Regions from separate parts of the Sus scrofa genome. Here region 2 is linked to region 1. A link is a contact called in public HiChIP or PLAC-seq data. All regions are on one chromosome and are shown on one strand. The core of a region is the stretch at or near the end of the contact, and the rest is flanking DNA. Distances in the headings are between cores, read along the strand shown.

Evidence for each region. HiChIP or PLAC-seq counts read pairs in DNA pulled down with a chosen protein or histone mark.
Region 2: an H3K27ac HiChIP or PLAC-seq map of alveolar macrophages shows a contact between it and region 1, with 3 times the contacts expected there. The contact joins the promoter of AHNAK here to the promoter of SLC3A2 in region 1. A contact is called at or near these places in 1 of 47 Hi-C or Micro-C datasets (embryonic fibroblasts) and 1 of 2 datasets of contacts at active chromatin or transcription factors (alveolar macrophages).

Annotation. Positions count from the first base shown.
Region 1 is chr2:8,917,373-8,920,860 of Sscrofa11.1, reverse strand. SLC3A2 (4F2 cell-surface antigen heavy chain) reads left to right here and starts at 1,791. Exons shown (of 11, transcript XM_003353809.4): 1 at 1,791-2,076. The coding sequence starts at 1,965. It overlaps LOC100627892 (a long non-coding RNA gene), which reads right to left and starts at 1,631. Exons shown (of 9, transcript XR_002341464.1): 1 at 1,524-1,631; 2 at 1,150-1,199; 3 at 801-887; 4 at 525-572; 5 at 158-192.
Region 2 is chr2:9,185,162-9,188,794 of Sscrofa11.1, reverse strand. It overlaps AHNAK (neuroblast differentiation-associated protein AHNAK), which reads right to left and starts at 1,811. Exons shown (of 10, transcript XM_013994215.2): 1 at 1,683-1,811.

The sequences.
Region 1 (3,488 bases), core at 542-3,041:
AAACAAAAGACAAAATAAGAGCTCAGGAATCACCACTACAAGGAACAAAGAACCCAGAAAGTCATCAACTGAAGCTTTGACAACACTCCCTCCAGATGGTAGTTACCCACGCTCACACATACATTAATTTACCACAGTATTGGTAGGAGTAACTTACCTTAAGACAGATGAATGTATCACCATCAAGACAACCTGTAGAACAGCAGCAAATGGTTATTTTAAAATACTATCACAAGATAACACTTTTTCATTCATGTAAACTGCCATCAGAACTCTAACATGCTATTAAGTGTTGGACCTCACAGAGGATCAGCATTGTCAATTCAAATCATCTGACAGTGACATATGAGTGAAGGAAGAGAACACCCTCACAGAACCAACTGTGCTGCTTGCTGTCTCCCTCCCCAGGAAAATCATTGCAAAAGGAAGAAACTGAAGGAGCAAAAAGGTAACACTGCTTCACTGCCCATTTGCTCTGTGGGGAACAACAGAGGCCACCCCAATGCCCCAGTTGGAAAAATTACCTGTATTCATCCTGGGAGGCACTTGAATTCCTTAGGATTGGTGATGAGCTGAAGACAGAAAAGGGAGGCATTTAATGTACTTAAGAACAACCATTAAAAAGCCTCGAGTACTCCCCGCCCACTTCTCAGTAGTTAAGATGACATCACTTTTTTGAGTTCAGGCATATGCTTGTCATTTTACCGTTCATCATGGAGTGGCCAGTGCAACCTGAACGAGCAAGTCCCAACCAGGCGCTGTGCTCATACCCATAATGGCATAAAGCATCGTATGCCCACCTGGAACACCAACGCCGTGCTTGATCGATACAGAGATAGGTCTTGTCCCATCCTCCAGCCTGTACACTCCCTGGAACTCAACCACATCTGAAAAATACCGAAGAACATTCTTCACTATACCCCCAGCCTAACTCTCCCCCGCAGTGTCTTAGCAACTCGAAACAAAAAGACCCAAACATGAAACATGGGCTGCGGATGGTGCTACTCAGAAATTTTACTTTCTCCACTAATCCATCAGTAAGAGAGAGCTCAATTCTTGAAATCATCCCTGTAGCACACACCGATGTACCTCTGCACATGTCCAACAACACAGAAACAAAGGGCGCAAAGCCAGGCCACGAGCACTTACTCCAACGACAGGCCTTCCCGACCCTTCAGAGTTCGATGCGCGCCCAAACCCTGCAGACAAAAGAACCTTAGGTCAGACCTCGGATTATCTCGCCAAAGCTGCGTTTTCCGAAGCTAAGGCGGCGTCAGCTGTGCCAGGCCGGTCTCCTCAGAGTTCCTTATCCTCACGGAGCTCAGTACAGGTCTGTGAAAATGTTCTCATCACAGAAAGGCCAGTCGGCACGGCCCGCCATCGCCATTTTGTCCTTCACAAAGCCCTTGCCGCTCTAAGGCCTCAACACCTAGGCCATGTTTCCTCTCCCCTCCCCCACCAGCCTAATAGGTGCCACAGAGAAAGGACAAGGCGCGGGCACGCTCGCGTCACGACTTTCTTACCGCGAGAAAACGAAAACGCCGACCGAAAGCCCGGGAAAAATGAGACCGAAGAGGCACCGCGAGACACTTAAATACCAGCGCGCAGAGGTCCACGGGATTTGGGGGCGGGACTAAGGCAGGCGCAAGCGCAGAAGGAGAGGGCATGCGTGCCTGATGGGCTGTGGATGGAGATTTTCAAAGGCTGCTGTTGAATGTGCACGCCCTGAAACTGCAGCGCGAAAAAGGAGCGCATGCGCTTAGGGGTTGCGCAGGCGCGCCTATCGTGCTGCAGAGAGGTTTGGTCTTTACTGCGGCTGCTGGTGAGGCTGTGACGCCGAGTTCTCAGCTTCCCGCCGATCCTGTCCAGACGCTCCGTCTTGGTCATAGCCGACTGCCCCAATACCCTTCCCTGAGCTCCCCTTGCCACCACACACCCTAAACCTGTGTGCAGGGTCCGATTCCATGGACCCCGAACCTCACGAACCCTCGACCGGCGTCGTCTTGGTTCCGCACCAGCCGCCCAGCGAGCACTCGGGGCCTGGTGCTCAGGGTCCCAGCGCGGGGGGCAACTCAGGTACTGCTGGGCCCCGGGCTGAGCTCGAGTGGAGGGCCCTTGCATGGAACTGTTTCGGGAAGGTGAATCAGGCCATAGATGTTCTTGAAATTCATAACAGCCGTTGATATCTCTAACTGGTCACCTCTACCCTACTGTCTGGTCCAACTTCTCCGGGAGCTTGGCTTATAGTAGGGCTAACATTAGCTGACACTTGAATTGCCGCTTTAAGCACGTTACATGAATTGGTTATTCTTTAGTCCTCTAAATCCAGAGATAGATCTGTTGCCAAAATACCGGCTGCATCTACGCCAATGCCAAATAGAGGAGGAGACAGAAGTAGCCTTAACGGGGAGGCCAAGAGGGAGCACAGCAGGCTAGTGCCTAAAGGACTATGCCCCCTGGAGGAGGTAGTGAGGAGACTTAACAGTGTTCAAGGAGCAGGGCCTGATCGGCTTGGGGACATTTATGGGATTCTTTGGTGGTGAGGTAATGGGAGTCCATCATATCATCAACCTTCTGGTCGCAGCTGGTCTGGGGGGTCTCCATGCTTGGGGGTAGCATACAGTTAACTTCTTCCACTCGGTGGGGGCTTCAGCACCTGCAAAAGAGCTCCGAGGGCATGGCTCAGAATATCTATAGTCCTTGAGGAAAAGCTAAAGGTTCTTGACTTTGTTGAATGGCTAAACTATTTTGTCTTCTTAACTGTTTTCCTTTTTCTCTGTAATTTCTTACTTCTCTTGATTAAATTGATCCCTTGACTAAAGTTTTTCTATGGACAAAAAGGCAAGCAGAGAATATGAGTTGGGGGGTCCACTCTGCCAAGGTTTCACAGGGCTCTGCTGGGTTAAAGGCACAATACCATTTTATAGATGAGGGACTGCAGGTGTAGCGTTCAGCCCCAACTCCAGCCTGATGTCAGGGTGGTTCCAGTCAGTGACACTCTTGTTACTGAGGCCACTCAGCATTAGTTTATTAATTTCTAGTGGTAAACACCTAGGGTACCAGTATATTTTATAATCATTTATGAAACTCTTATTGGAGTTCCCGTGGTGGTGCAGTGGTTAACGAATCTGACTAGGAACCATGAGGTTGAGGGTTCGGTCCCTGGCCTTGCTCAGTGGGTTGGGGATCCGGCGTTGCCGTGAGCTGTGGTGTAGATTGCAGACGCGGCTCGGATCCCGAGTGGCTGTGGCTCTGGTGTAGGCTGGCGGCTACAGCTCCGATTCAACCCCTAGCCTGGGAATCTCCATATGCCGCGAGAGCAGCCCTAGAAAAGGCAAAAAGACAAAAAAAAAAAAAAAAAAAAAACCCCTCTTGCGTGCTCTTTCTCTTCTGTATGACCTGAACGAATAGGAGGAGGTGTAAAGCTAACGTTATGGAACAGGAATCTCAGGTCCAGAGTGGTTACCGAGCTCGGTGTTATCCTGCTA
Region 2 (3,633 bases), core at 562-3,061, 270 kb before region 1:
AGAAACAGCCAAAAAAGCCACACAAGGATGCTCACAACCCGTGCACACAGACATACAGCAGCCCCAGATCCAGCAGCAGCTCCTCACAGCCCAGAGCAGGCCTACAGCCGCTGCCTTCACCAGCTCCCAGAAGACACCTGTCTGGGCAGCGCCAGGCCCTGCCCATCATGGACGAGCCTATTACCTGTTAACCTGGCGCCCAGAGTCTGCACCTCCCGCCGCCGTGAGCACCTGCCTAGCTCCTCCCTGGCACCTGGCTGCTGGGGATACACAGCAGTCAGTTCTGGGCGGCAGGTTCCGCAGTAACTGGGCTTCCAGTTCTACTCCACAACTTCCCAGCTACATGCTCTCGGCAAATGACATTGCTCCAAACCACACCTCCTACCAGGAGGAAGTTTTTCCAGCCTCATCCACCCGCGGCCCCTCACCCTCACGCTGGACTTTTTGGCACCTCGACCTCCAGGGCAGCTCCCTACCCCCACCCCAGCCGGCGGCGGATTTCTGGGCTCCGCCCTGCCGCCTGTCCCCACCTCTGTCCCCTGGCCCCTCCCACTCCTAGTCCCAGAGCTCCAAGTTCATGCTTCCTGCGGGGAGAGAAATCCCTTTTTCGTTCCCTAAGAGGGACTCCCCTCTCTTTGTGGCAGGAACTGGGGACAGCTTACATTCCCCAGCAGGAAGTCTCCACGCCTGATCACCGCGCCAGAAAAGAATGGGCTTTGACCCACAACACCAGGGATTAAGACCCCAGCTCGGAGGGGGTTGTCTTCCTGCGGGGGCGGGAGGAGCCGGGGCGAGGAGAGCGGCGAAGTCTCACCCTGGGGGGTGGATCAGTTTGGGAGCCGCCCTCCGCCCAGGCGGAGGCCAAGCTCTCCGCCCAGTGGCGGGGCTTCGCTAGTGCAGGGGCTGGGGCCCGGCCACTCGGCCCAGCTGCCAAAGAGCCGCCCCCAGCCCGGCCAGGACGCAAAGCCAGGCGCTTCCCCTTCCCCTAGAACCTCCGCTCCGGCCCCCGGGGACCGAGCAGGATGCCCCTCCCTGACCGGCCGTGTGCAGCGCCTCGCTCGGACTCCATCGGCCAGGGCCTCATCCCAGGGCTGTGCTCACCCTCTCTCTGGGGCTTCCGGACACAAACCCCGGGACCCCCGAACCCCTCTGGGCCGGAGAAACTTACTTTAGTCCTTACCTACAACCCCTGCAGCCCCAAGAAACCTCCACCACCAGGGCGGAGTGCCATTGCTGTCCTCTGCCCCGTGAGCCCCAGAGGCAAGCAGAGGTGACACATCCAGGACCACCACGCACAGCCGGAGACACCCCCCTCATAGGTAATAACACGTATCTCGCTGCTATGACACAAGTGGTTACAGGGACTTGACACCACGGTGAAAGAGCAACCCCAGACCCAAGCCCAGCCCAGCTGTCCCCCTGATGAAGAAGAGGGGCTCCATCAAAACACACACTCCTGCTGAGCCCGCTGTGGCCCACCCACGGGGCCCCCACACCTCCGCAGGCTTGCCCAGGGCTGGAGGAAACTGCGCATGCTCAGGAAGGCCTGGGAACCCAGTGGGATGGTTGCAGCTCAGGGAAATGCCAGCTGCCCTCCCTGGGCGTCTGGATGAAGCCCATGGGGGACCAAAGGAAGAGCAGAAGGCCCTACATACCCACCCACCAAAAGGTCCCATTCTAACCTCTCTCCAGGGCATGCGCAAACGGTCAGCCTTGCTCCAGGGAGAGAAGCTGGGGGCTTCTGGGAGTGGGGGGTGGGGGACACAGAGCCAGCAGGGGAGAGTTCCCAGCAGGGCAGGAGTCCGACTAGCTCTCCCAGTCTGTCTGCCTGTCCCCAGGCGGTTCCCAAGTTCCCAGGAAGGTGGTGACCACACCCCAGAGCCCCACCCACCCCCACCACCCCCACAGCTTTGCCCCAACCCCTCAAACCAGCTCCTCAGGCTCTGAGTGGCGTGCTCTGCCAGGGCCAGCCAGCCAATTGCAAATGAGCTAAGGAATCCAGCCCGGCAGTGCCCGGGCACCTCCACCCACGGCCCCCTGGGACTAAGGTGACCCCAGGGACCCCCAGCCTATTCCCTGCCTTTGACCGATGCTGGCCTTCTCCCTCCACAGGTCTCCCACAGATCGCTCTCTTGTGTCCCACTTAGATCCCTGGACCTGGAGCCTCGCCCTCCTGAAGCAAACCCTCGGCTCTGCGGGGTTAGCTCTTCAAAAGGTAACCCGGGCCAGGACCCCAGAGTAGCACTAAGCCCCACGGGACTTTGGTGGCTCCCCGTGTGTCCCGGTTCTCTGAACAATGTCCCAGCAGATAACCTTTAAGGACAGGGCTTTGGGGAGGGGCTCAGACACCCTCCAGTCCTCGCTAGCGATATTCCAGAACCCTCGTCCTCTGCTAGTCCAGCTCTCACGGTCCCAGGTCCTCTCCCCAGTCCCCCTCATCGCACAGCTAGGAACAAGGCAGTACCCCTAAGGCTGGGACTCCCTTCTACTTCCCACTCCACACGCAAGCCAAGTTCTGGCCCAGCCCAGCATCCCTGGGGGCCAGGGACTAGGAAGCTTCCCCATTCAGCTTCGAAAAGGAAGTGAGTGCCACACCCTGCCCCTGGGATCACCCTTATGGGGGGCAGGAGAATGAAAGCAGAATTGACTCCCCAGGAGTTCCCTTGTAGTGCAGCAGGTTAAGGATCTGGCCTTGTCACTGCAGCGACCTGGGTTCGATCCCTGGCCCAGGACCTTCCGCATGCCCATGCCGCAGGGACAGCCAACAAAAAAGAAGCTACTCCCCTAATTTAGACCCAGCACAGGCAAGGAGGCCCTAAAAGGCCTTCCAAGGCATCTTCAGCCTCCCTCCTTCCCTCCTCCCCACTCCCTTGACTTCACCTGTAGCCACAGGCCACCACCCCCCAGCCCCTGCACCCCAGGCATCACTGTGTCCCACAAAAATCAACCCAGTTCCTATCACTTGTTAGGCTGCACCCAGAAGAGCACGGGATCCTACAGTCAGGGGCTGGAGTCTAGTAGAGAAAACTTTCAAAACCAGTTATTGCTGGGGTGGGGTGGGGGGTGGATTATTGGGAGCCCAGCGCTATGCTGGGGACGCAGAGGTAACTAGCTGGATCCCTTTTTCTCTGGAAAGTCCAAGTCATTCTCGAAGGAGCACATTGCCATGGGAGGATCCCACCCTGCCTTTCCACAAACCCACTCTACGGAGCAGGGCACTCAGCAGCAGGCTCCCTGGAGGGACCTCGCCACCTCCACCCCGGCAGCCACGCCCTGCGAAAGGCGCGAGCACGCACAAGGCACACAATTCTCGGTGACCGTAATGCGCAGAGGCGCCGAAGCCGTCCCCACGTGGTGCCTGGAGCCCAGCGAGTGCCCTGAGATGCCCACTCCGCGCTCCTCCCACGCAAGGGGCACAGCCGGCCCTGCTTAGATCCCACGTGTCCCTCGTGGCCAGCGAGGGGCTGCGCCCCCGCATCCCGGCGCCCTGGCACTGCAGGGGGGCCCGAGCCCAGCCAGCCGAGGGCCAGCCCTCGCACATCGCGCACCCTCTCCCTGCATGGGAGAGCCTTACATAACACAGCTCTCTGAACACACCCTAAGCCCAGGGCCTTTCCCCCTCCACCGCACGAC